2 separate regions of the Sus scrofa genome follow, and region 2 is linked to region 1. A link is a contact called in public promoter capture Hi-C data. All regions are on one chromosome and are shown on one strand. The core of a region is the stretch at or near the end of the contact, and the rest is flanking DNA. Distances in the headings are between cores, read along the strand shown.

Region 1 (4,533 bases), core at 989-3,488:
CGCACATCTCTTGTGCTGCTGAAGACACTACCAGTCTCATGGGATCTGCTGGGCTTAGCTGGCTAGACCCGCTTCCCCCAGCCCCGCTTTTGGGGTTTTCCTGGGTATCCCCGCCAAAGGCCCCAGGACACTAAGGAGCCAGGACCAGGACCGGAGGCAAGAGAGGGGCTCATGGCTTGGCCACCCTCAGGACCCACAGAACACGCCTCATACCAGACACTCCACTCCTGCTCCTTGAGGTCACCCACTCCACCGGTGACCAGCACACAGAGGCCACACCGAACCAAGTGCTCACGAACAGCTCAACAAGTACGTACAAAGGGTTTTTATTTGCAGGGAGCAGGACTCTAGTCAAACAAGCCGAAGCCCATGTCGTCGTCTGACTCCTCCGACTCCTCCTTCTTCTCTTCTTTCTTCTCCTCTGCTGTGGGGACGAAGAGCCCAGGGAGTGAGGCCCTCCCTGTGGTGCAGGCCACACCCCCACCAGAGACCCTGGCTCACGTGCAGCCTCAGCTGCCTGAGCCTCCACTTACCTGCAGCTGGGGCAGAACCTGCAGCAGGAGCTGCAGACCCTGGGGCAGCGGCGACAGCCACAGCCCCGCCAGAAGGTACGCTGGCCAGCTTGCCAATGCCTACGGAAACCAGAAAGGGCAAGTGAGAGCGGGGCAGCAGGTCCACAGTGCCCACCCTGGAGCTAAGGTGGACGACACCTTTATGACCAGGCAGATGGTCCACTGCTCCAGGGTCCAGATGCTCACCCCCAGCACTGAGCTCAGGGACAAGGCCATCTGCTGAGCTGGCTTCGCCCTGTCAGGTATCCAGAACAGGAACAGCTCCCCACCAGCTCCAGCCTGATGTCCCTATAAACCACATGCCTGGAAGAAGGCAGGGGCCTGTGATCACCCCCGGCACCCCCCATCTCCCAACGCCTCCCACCCAGGGAGAATGGGGAAGCTTGTTTACAGGGGCCCAGTGAGAACGAGCCCCCCTCTGCAGGGTGTCTAGAAGCGCCCAGGCATGAGCCACCAAACCCTGCTCACTCCTCTGGGTTAAGGCTTCTAGGGTGCTCTGGTCCACAAGCGAAACCTGGCAGGCACCAGGCTGGCCAGCAGGGATTAGGATGGACCGTGAAAACCGAAGCCTGGATGCAGCCTCACCCTGGGCAATGACGTCCTCGATGTTCTTCCCGTTCAACTCACTGATGACCTAGAGGAGATGACACCAAGGTTACCAGGAGCCCACAGTCGCACCCCCGCCAGCACCACCTACCCGCTCGACAGGCAACACACATGCTGCACATGGGAGCCTGCGCTGGCGGCCTCAAGCTTACTGCCGTGCAGGACCCGTGACCACAGAGACCTAGCCCCCGCTCTGTGAGATTCAGAGAATCTCCTGCACAGCTACAAAGACCGAGTCTGTCCCTTCCTTTGCCAATACAGATGTCCTCTCGACACACAGCAAGAAAGGTAACTTCAACTGCTAAAAGAAACGACACAGCGAAACTAGTGCTCCCTACGTGTCAAGAACTGGGTGAAACCAAAGAAAACTTAAGAAAGACTTAGCCACTTTCACTTAGAAAACAAAGCAAAACAAAAAAGCCGGACAGGAGCTTCAGTCATCTGGCCTCGGACCCCCACTGAACCGTGCTACCCGAGACGCTACTTCACCGAACCCTTGCTTCTCTCGGGCCGTAAAAATTCGCCCAAAGGACCCCAAAACCACACGGGCTGGCAGAGGCCTCCTAAAAACCGCGGGCACGTCAAACTACACTTTCCCAAGAAGAGCGAGTCGGGTAGCAGGAAGCCCGGTTGTTTGAACACACAGGCGGCTGGGAGCTTCGGGCCCCAGCGTGGCCGCTACCTTGTTGAGCCGATCGTCGTCCGCCTCGATGCCCACGCTGTCCAGGATCTTCTTGATGTCCTTGGCGCTAGGAGAAGTATTGCCCCCGAGGGCGGCCAGCAGGTAGGAAGCGACGTAACGCATCCTGAAGCGCGAGGAGGGTGGCGGCGTTAGCCGGAGGCCTCCCGCCCCTGGCCCGCGCGCGGCCACGCTGACTCGGGCCGGAGACCTCGCCGAGGGCCGGTCCAAGCATTGCGCCGCGCCCCGCCTGACCTCCTCGGCGCTCTCAGCCCCAACCCGGCCCGCGACCCCCACCCGGTCCGCTCGCCCCAACTCACTCGGCGGCGGCAGAAAGGCCTCGCGCGTGCGACCTCGGCGGCGTCAGGGACAGAAAGGAAGACGCCGGCGCGGGGGGCGGGGGTAATCCACTACCCAGAAGCCCCCGGGAACTGCACGCCTCATCCTTTGAGGGCGCCTTCGAATGACGTCACTCGGAGCTCAACCAATGAGGACGCAGGAGGCGCCATTATCCTATCCTGTCCCGCGGTCGCCGCCACAGAGGCCAAGGGCAGTTCCCGGGCCGCCCTCATGTGTATGATGGGGAGGGAGTCTCCCAAATCCCTGGAGGTAGCGAGGAGAATCAGGGCGCAAGCTCGAAGTGCAGTATTTCTCCCTTCAGGGTTCCCAGAATGCCACGCGCCGCCTACATCTCCCAACATGCAGCGCGGCCTCCACGCCGGGACTCTCGGGGGGGGGGGGTAGCCGACGTGGCCAGAGAACTACTAGTCCCGTGGTGCACGGCTACCGGAAGGGCTGGTGGGACGCTGCCTGCGCGGGTCGCACGTGGCGCGGGCGTTGCGCTGCTCGTCTGGCCTGCCCCGCTTCCAGCTTTCCGGTGGCTCCCGGCCCCAGAGACTGGAACTCGCTGTCCGGCAGGGCCCCGTGATGGGACCAAACCGCTGCTCCCTCCAGTGTTATGGCGGGGGCCGCAGGCGAAGCTAGGAGGCCCTGCCACCGCCTCCCGGAGGAGCGGAGCCAGGAGTGCCCCCGCCCTCGTGCCCCTCCCCTGACCTAGCCTTGTTGTCTTGGAACTGAGCTCAGTTCCTCGACGCGGACTTAGCACATTTCACTCAATCATTCCTCCGTGTCAGGGACCTTGCTGCAGGCTGGCGTCAGTCCTGAGAGGGAGCAGGCGCGGCCTTGTTTCCGCGGAATTTAGATTCTAATTTCGCGGACACGCTAAGTAAAGGAGGCAGTCCTAGGCTGAGATAGAACTTGAGGAAGAGGCGGTAACAGGGGGCTGAAGGACGAGAAGAGTCGACGCTGCGAAGATCTGGGGCGAGCATCAGGCCACAGCGCGCGCGGGGGGGGGGGGGAGGTGTCCGATGCAAACGCCCTAAAGGGGTCGGAGATGGGTTCAGAGGCAGCAGCCAGTCCGAGTAGGCTCTGACAAGGAGAACCCTCGAGTGTAACGCATCACACCCGGGTTGTTACTGCGAGTCACACAGTACCCGCATTATATAGACAGGAGATCACTCCCAGAAAGGTTTTCTTGCTCAAGGTCATCCAGCTACGATCTAGCGGGGAAACCATATTGCAATCCCACAGGGAAGTGGTGTGGCGTGATTGTTTTTACTTATTTTTTCTTGGAAAAATAATACATAACAATTAGTGTGTGTTTTTTTTGGCTTTTTTAGGGCCGTACCTCGGGGGCATATGGAGGTTCCCAGGCTAGGGTTCGAACCGGAGCTACATCTGCTGGCCCATGTCACAGCCGCAGCAATGCCAGATCGAGCCACGTCTGCAACCTACACCGCAGTTCACAGCAACGCCGCATCCTTAACCCAATGAGCGAGGCCAGGGATCGAACCCACAACCTCATGGTTCCTAGTTGGATTCGATTCCACTGAGCCACGACGGGAACTCCAAAACTTAGTATTTTAATCATACAATTTGGTAGCACCAGGTACATTCACATTATTTTGCAGTTATCACCACCATCCATTTCCAGAACTTTTTTCTCCTGTCAAACTGAACTTCATAGCCATTAAACAATAATTCCTCATTCCCCTTCCCCAGCCCCTGGCACCCACCCTTTTACTTTTGGTCTCTACATATTTGACTGCCCTAGGGACTTCATGTAAGTGGAATCACACAGTATTTGTCCTTTTGTGTATCGTTTATTCTATTTAGCATAAGGCCCTCAAGGTTTGTCCACATTGTAACAGGTGTCAGGATTTCGTTCCTTTTTAAGGCTGTGATTTTTTTTTTAAGAGCAGAATCTGTGACATATGGAAGTTCCGAGACCAGGGGTTGAATCGGAGCTACAGCTGCAGACCTACACCAGAGCTCACAGCAACACAGGATCTTTAACCCACTGAGCGAGGCCAGGGATTGCACCTGAGTCCTCAGGGCTACTAGTCGCGTTCATTACCACTGAGCCATGAGGGGAACTCCTGTGATTGGATTTAAAAAAAAAAAGTTCTTCTGGCAGCTATGGCAAAACAATGGGGCATGGGAGCTGGGGAGAGTGGAGGCCTGGTGGGGGAACTGCCATCCCAATGGGAGTGATGGTGGTGGCTGGGCAGTGGGGGAGGAAAGCAGAGGCACAGTGTCATTTGGAGCAGCACAGGCAGAAGCAGGTTTGTCCATGTATTCGTCCACAGGCACCTGCTTTGCCAGTTGAGGAAGCAC
Region 2 (4,466 bases), core at 192-2,691, 360 kb before region 1:
AATCTCTTTCTCTGATTCCCGCTCCCTCCCGCTGCCCTGTCAAGATCAGGAGGGGTGTCAGCTTCCTGAGGCTAAGAGCCCCTCCGTGCATCACCAAGGCTTGCTTATTCACTTAAGTCTGCCCTTCACTCACGAAAAGCCCTCCAACGATCTTTCTGCGCCTGCCCTCTGCTCCTTGTTGGGCCCCTGACGGAGAGAGCAATTGCCATCAGAGGCAAGGGCCCCAGAAAACAGACTCGACATGGGATTGCAGAATTGGGCTGCCCATACACTTGATGCGTGTGGGGAAACCCAGCCCTGGGATTCTGTGCCATGCAGGGCACCCCAGTCCCTCCAGTTATCAGCAGTGGTGGCGGTGTGGATATGTGGTGCGTGGTGGGCAAAGAGATAGGTGGTCCAGGAGGGAGATGCTTAGTTGTTACAGTAAATGGGGGGAGAGATTACAGATTACGCAGGGGGCTGGCTACTCCTGAAGGCCCTGGAAAGTATGCACGAAGGAAAAGGACACTTCTAGCCTGGAGGTGTCAGGGCTCTCCAGTCAGACAGGCGGGAACACACATGTAATTCGACAAGATGGGTTTGTTGCAGCCGAGCACTCCGTGGGGATGCACGGGGAACTAGGAGGGCATCAGAAAGGACACCTCGTAGGGTTTGGCCTTTCCTAGGTGATTCTGCAGGGCTGTGCTGTGGATTGGATGCTGTTTAGAAGCTTCTTAAAAACTCCTATCTAGGAGAGCCGACTGCAGGGAGGTTAAAGCTCTAAGTGGGACGTGGCGGCCGTGAACCAGCTCCGGTGGGGAGGCTGGCTGAGAGTGCGCATGTTTCTTCCGTGTCCACACGTGACGGGAGTGGTCCGTGGCCCTGTGTGACGTCGGTGCCTGAGAAAATGCTTATGTCCACCGCAGAGCAGCAGGCCTGGCCGAAGCCGACCCCTCCACGTCCTTCTCGGAGGGACAACAGCAAAGCCCCGTGGGGACCGCACGGACAGCCCTCCTCCCGAAGCCTCCTGGTAGGTCCCGCTGCGGCACGGGCAACAGGCGGTGGCGGGAGGCGCGTCCACCACGCGCGGCGCCGCCGACGGACCCGAGCCTCTCTGCGCCGCGCCCGCCGTCCGCGCCCCGCCCGCGGCTCCACCCCGCCCGGCGCGCGGCGGCCCGCGAGCATGCGCACACGGCCGGCTCGGGAGCCATTTCGCGGGGCTGCGGCGCGGGGGGAGCGACTGCGCAGGCGCCCGGCGGGAGAGCGCGCGCGCGGGAGCGCGGCGCCGGAAGGGGCGGGGCGGCCCGCGCCTGCGCAGTGGGCAGTGCGGGGGCGGGGCCGGCCGTCAGCTGACTGTGGCGGCGGCGGCGGCGTCGCGGGACCACCGTCGGATCGCGGCTCTGCGCGGAGGGTCGCCCGCGCGTCAGCTCTCGGGAGGCGAGGCGCGGGGCCGGCCACACCATGGCGACCACCGTCAGCACGCAGCGCGGCCCGGTAGGCTTCGGCTGGGAGGCGGGCTCCGCGGCCTCCGGGCACAGGCGAGGGCCCGACGCCGGGCTCGGGGCGAGCGGTGGGGGGGGGGGTCCCCGCACTTGGCGGGTCCCTGAGCGGGGAGGCCTGGCACCCGGCGGGTTCCCGGTGGGGGAGGCCCCGCATCTGGCGAGTCCCGGCGCCCAGTGGGTCCCCGAGGGAGGAGGCCTGGCACCCGGAGGGTCCGCAGAAGGGAGCTGGCCCCGAATCCGGTGGGTTCCCCGGACGGAGGAGGCATCCCGTGCCCGGAGTGTCTCTCTGTGGACGAGCACCCTGGAGGCCGAGACTCCCAGGCCCGGCCGTGTCCCCGCTTCTCAAGCCCTCGTTTTCTCCAGTGACACCCGAGGGGTTGGGAGCTGGGAGTGCCCTCTGCTCCCGGGCCGCCCTCCTTCTCTTCTGTGTCCTGGCGCAGCTGACTGCCACTGCGGGGGAGCGGGTCCTGGCGGTGTTGAGACCGGGTGGTGCTCGTGGGTCCTGAGGTTTTTATCACAGCGGCTTCACGCGTGCAGCGGGCCGGCGCCTCCGTCTCTCCGACCTGACGCTGGTGCCTTCGCCTGGCAAGGCCACGGCGGAGGCTGCGTCCACGGCCGCCCAGCTCCTCACCCTTGAACCGGGCTTGGCAGGTCTTGTCTGTGCTGCTCCTGGCGGGACAGGAACGAGTTCCCCAGAAGGCTCTCCTGAGTTTGCCCAGGAGCGGGAAGGTTTTGCCAGAAGCCCCTGGGCACAGCTGCTCTTTCCCAGTGGTTGGCGGGAGCCTGACGGCACTTCCTAGCAGACTCGGGTGTGGAAACGCCCCAGGGTCAGTAGAGAGGCTTCTGGAGCTTGATTTCCGATGTTTCCACGTCCCCGTCCTCACCGCACACAGGGAGCTACAGCAGGTTGCGTGTCCACGGTTTCTCATTTCTAGGCAAGTGGCTCACCAGAGAAGCAAAGGGACAAAATTAGCGGTCCCCCCTCCCCCCCGGGAGCAGTGACATAACACATAATGGTCAGGCCGCCCGGCCCCCTTCCTGGCCTGTCGCCTGTCCTCAGCTTCCTGTGAACGTGGTGCCTCTGGAACCTCACATGGAGGCGAGGGGCTGGTGGCAGGCCCCGTGGTGGGTGAGGACGGAGCTGCGGGTGCTGGGATGTGGGCCTGCGCTCCTGAGCCGTCTGACCAGCCAGCGTGGTGCTTCCTGGCTGGTCTCTCGCAGTGCGCTCGCGGTCTTTCTGTCCGTGTGTCGTGCCCTCCGCGGCCTGCGCTCACGCGGTGAGGCCAGGTCCCCGAGCTGCCAGGGCTCCCGGGTCCTGAGTGCCCTGGAGTCCCTGGGCCTCTCCCAGCACACGGGGCAGTGATGCCCACCACCGGCGTCTCACAGGAGCCACACGGCGAGGCCTGGAGGTGAACAGGGGCCTCCCTGGGCGAGGGTCTTGGAGGAAGTGACCTGCGACCTCAAACTTGAGAAAGGAGCAGGGGCTGTGGGGTGACCGGAGGAGGAGCGTCAGAGCTAGACGGGGGTGGGGGTGAGGGCTTCTGCAAGGCCCGGAAGGGTCCGCAGGGGTGGCGCCTGTGCCCGAGCAGGCTGGCAGGTGCGGCAGCCTTGGGGCTGATCTGGTTGCTACAGTGTACTTCTGCTGGTTTTCTGAAACGTTTTTGCTGGCACGCGCCCCCTCGTCTGTCCGGCCGGCCGCTCTGGGTTAAAGACCTTCCGGCAGTTACTAACGTGGTAGGCTTCTTCCTTCTGCGGTCGCTGGAGGCTGGCGGAGGCCTCTTCCTTTGCCAGGAGCACGGCTGGACGGTGACTGGGCCCTCCCCGCTGCTGCCTGTGTGGCTTGCGGGCAGAGCTGGGAATCCAGCTGGCGCTGGCGAAGGGGGCGTTGGGCGGACGGTGCCCATCCTGAGCCCCGGCTGGGCAGCCCTCCAGAACGCCACCCTCTGCCAGAGGGCGGCGGGGTTCGGCCACGGCCCAGGGCCACCCTGCTGGGGCCCCCAGGGCCTGGACTCGTGTCTGCGGGAGCACTCGTGGGGAGGGAGGGACGGGCAGAGTCCCTGGGCGTGTGGACGGGTCCAGCGGGTCTGGGGAGCTCCCGCTTGCCCTGGAACTGGGGAGCTGGAGGGCTGGGAACGTGCTGCAATTCCAGGAGACGGGGATGGAGGTCATGTCTTCGGGGGGTGTTTCCCCGAAAGGCCACTGCAGGGGCCCAACCCTGGGCCCCTGGGCCGCTGCGAGCCCTGCTGGCCATTCTGTCTGCTCCGCAGCCTGTCGGCCGGGAGTACCCGAGAGGGGCCACTGCCTTCGGTGGGGGGGGGGGTCTGCAGACTGCGCTTCAGACCCCCTGCTGCCTGTGCCCCAGGGGAGGGGGCCAGGGCCGCTCTGACGCTGAGACGCGTGGTGGGTCCCACTGAGTCAGGCCGGCCGGTCCCGCGCTGGGAGAGGCCGGTTGATCCGCGGGCTCCTCCTCTGTCACGTCTGCCACGTGAGGCGCCGGGCTGAGCCCCGTGGCCCGTGATGTGCGGATAATTGTTGCTGAGTCTGTGCCATCACTGGGATGGCAGAGGGTGACGTGTGGAGTTTGTCACTCGCTCTGGGACCGCGTGTGACAATGACGCTGTCAGGTCGCCACCAGTGCCACAGAGCACAGGCCCGCGCTTGGCTTCCTCTTTGTCACTGGCGGGGTCTTCCCACGCCGCAAGCCTGGCACCCGCGCCCTTCTTGCTGGCCGAGCCCTGCCCGCTGGCCCGCAGCCTCGGGGCCGTGTTCCCGCACGTGGCCGGGCGGGGCCTGGCTGCGTGGCGATGGGGCTCTTTCCGGTCTTGGACTCCGTCTTTCTGGACGCGGGCATCGGCCTGGGCAGCCGCGGCACCGGGGGTGGGCTCGGACCTGGCTGCCCTGTTTTCGCTTTTAACTGGCACGTGCGAGCGAGTCGTACGTGGGTGGTTGTGCACACGTGCCTTTTTTCCCTGACGTGTTTTCTTG

The links. Promoter capture Hi-C pulls out the DNA fragments that hold promoters and counts their contacts.
Region 2: a contact with region 1 is called in a promoter capture Hi-C map of liver, with 4 times the contacts expected there. The contact joins the promoter of TOLLIP here to the promoter of RPLP2 in region 1. A contact is called at or near these places in 2 of 5 promoter capture datasets (fetal liver and liver), 1 of 47 Hi-C or Micro-C datasets (embryonic fibroblasts) and 1 of 2 datasets of contacts at active chromatin or transcription factors (alveolar macrophages).

What each region holds. Positions count from the first base shown.
Region 1 is chr2:505,596-510,128 of Sscrofa11.1, reverse strand. RPLP2 (ribosomal protein lateral stalk subunit P2) reads right to left here and starts at 2,238. Exons shown (of 5, transcript NM_001244866.1): 1 at 2,178-2,238; 2 at 1,861-1,984; 3 at 1,158-1,206; 4 at 534-632; 5 at 311-424. The coding sequence starts at 1,983. The coding sequence ends at 348. PIDD1 (p53-induced death domain-containing protein 1) reads left to right here and starts at 4,389. Exons shown (of 15, transcript XM_021082570.1): 1 at 4,389-4,533.
Region 2 is chr2:861,312-865,777 of Sscrofa11.1, reverse strand. It overlaps TOLLIP (toll interacting protein), which reads left to right and starts at 1,441. Exons shown (of 7, transcript NM_001315800.1): 1 at 1,441-1,473. The coding sequence starts at 1,441.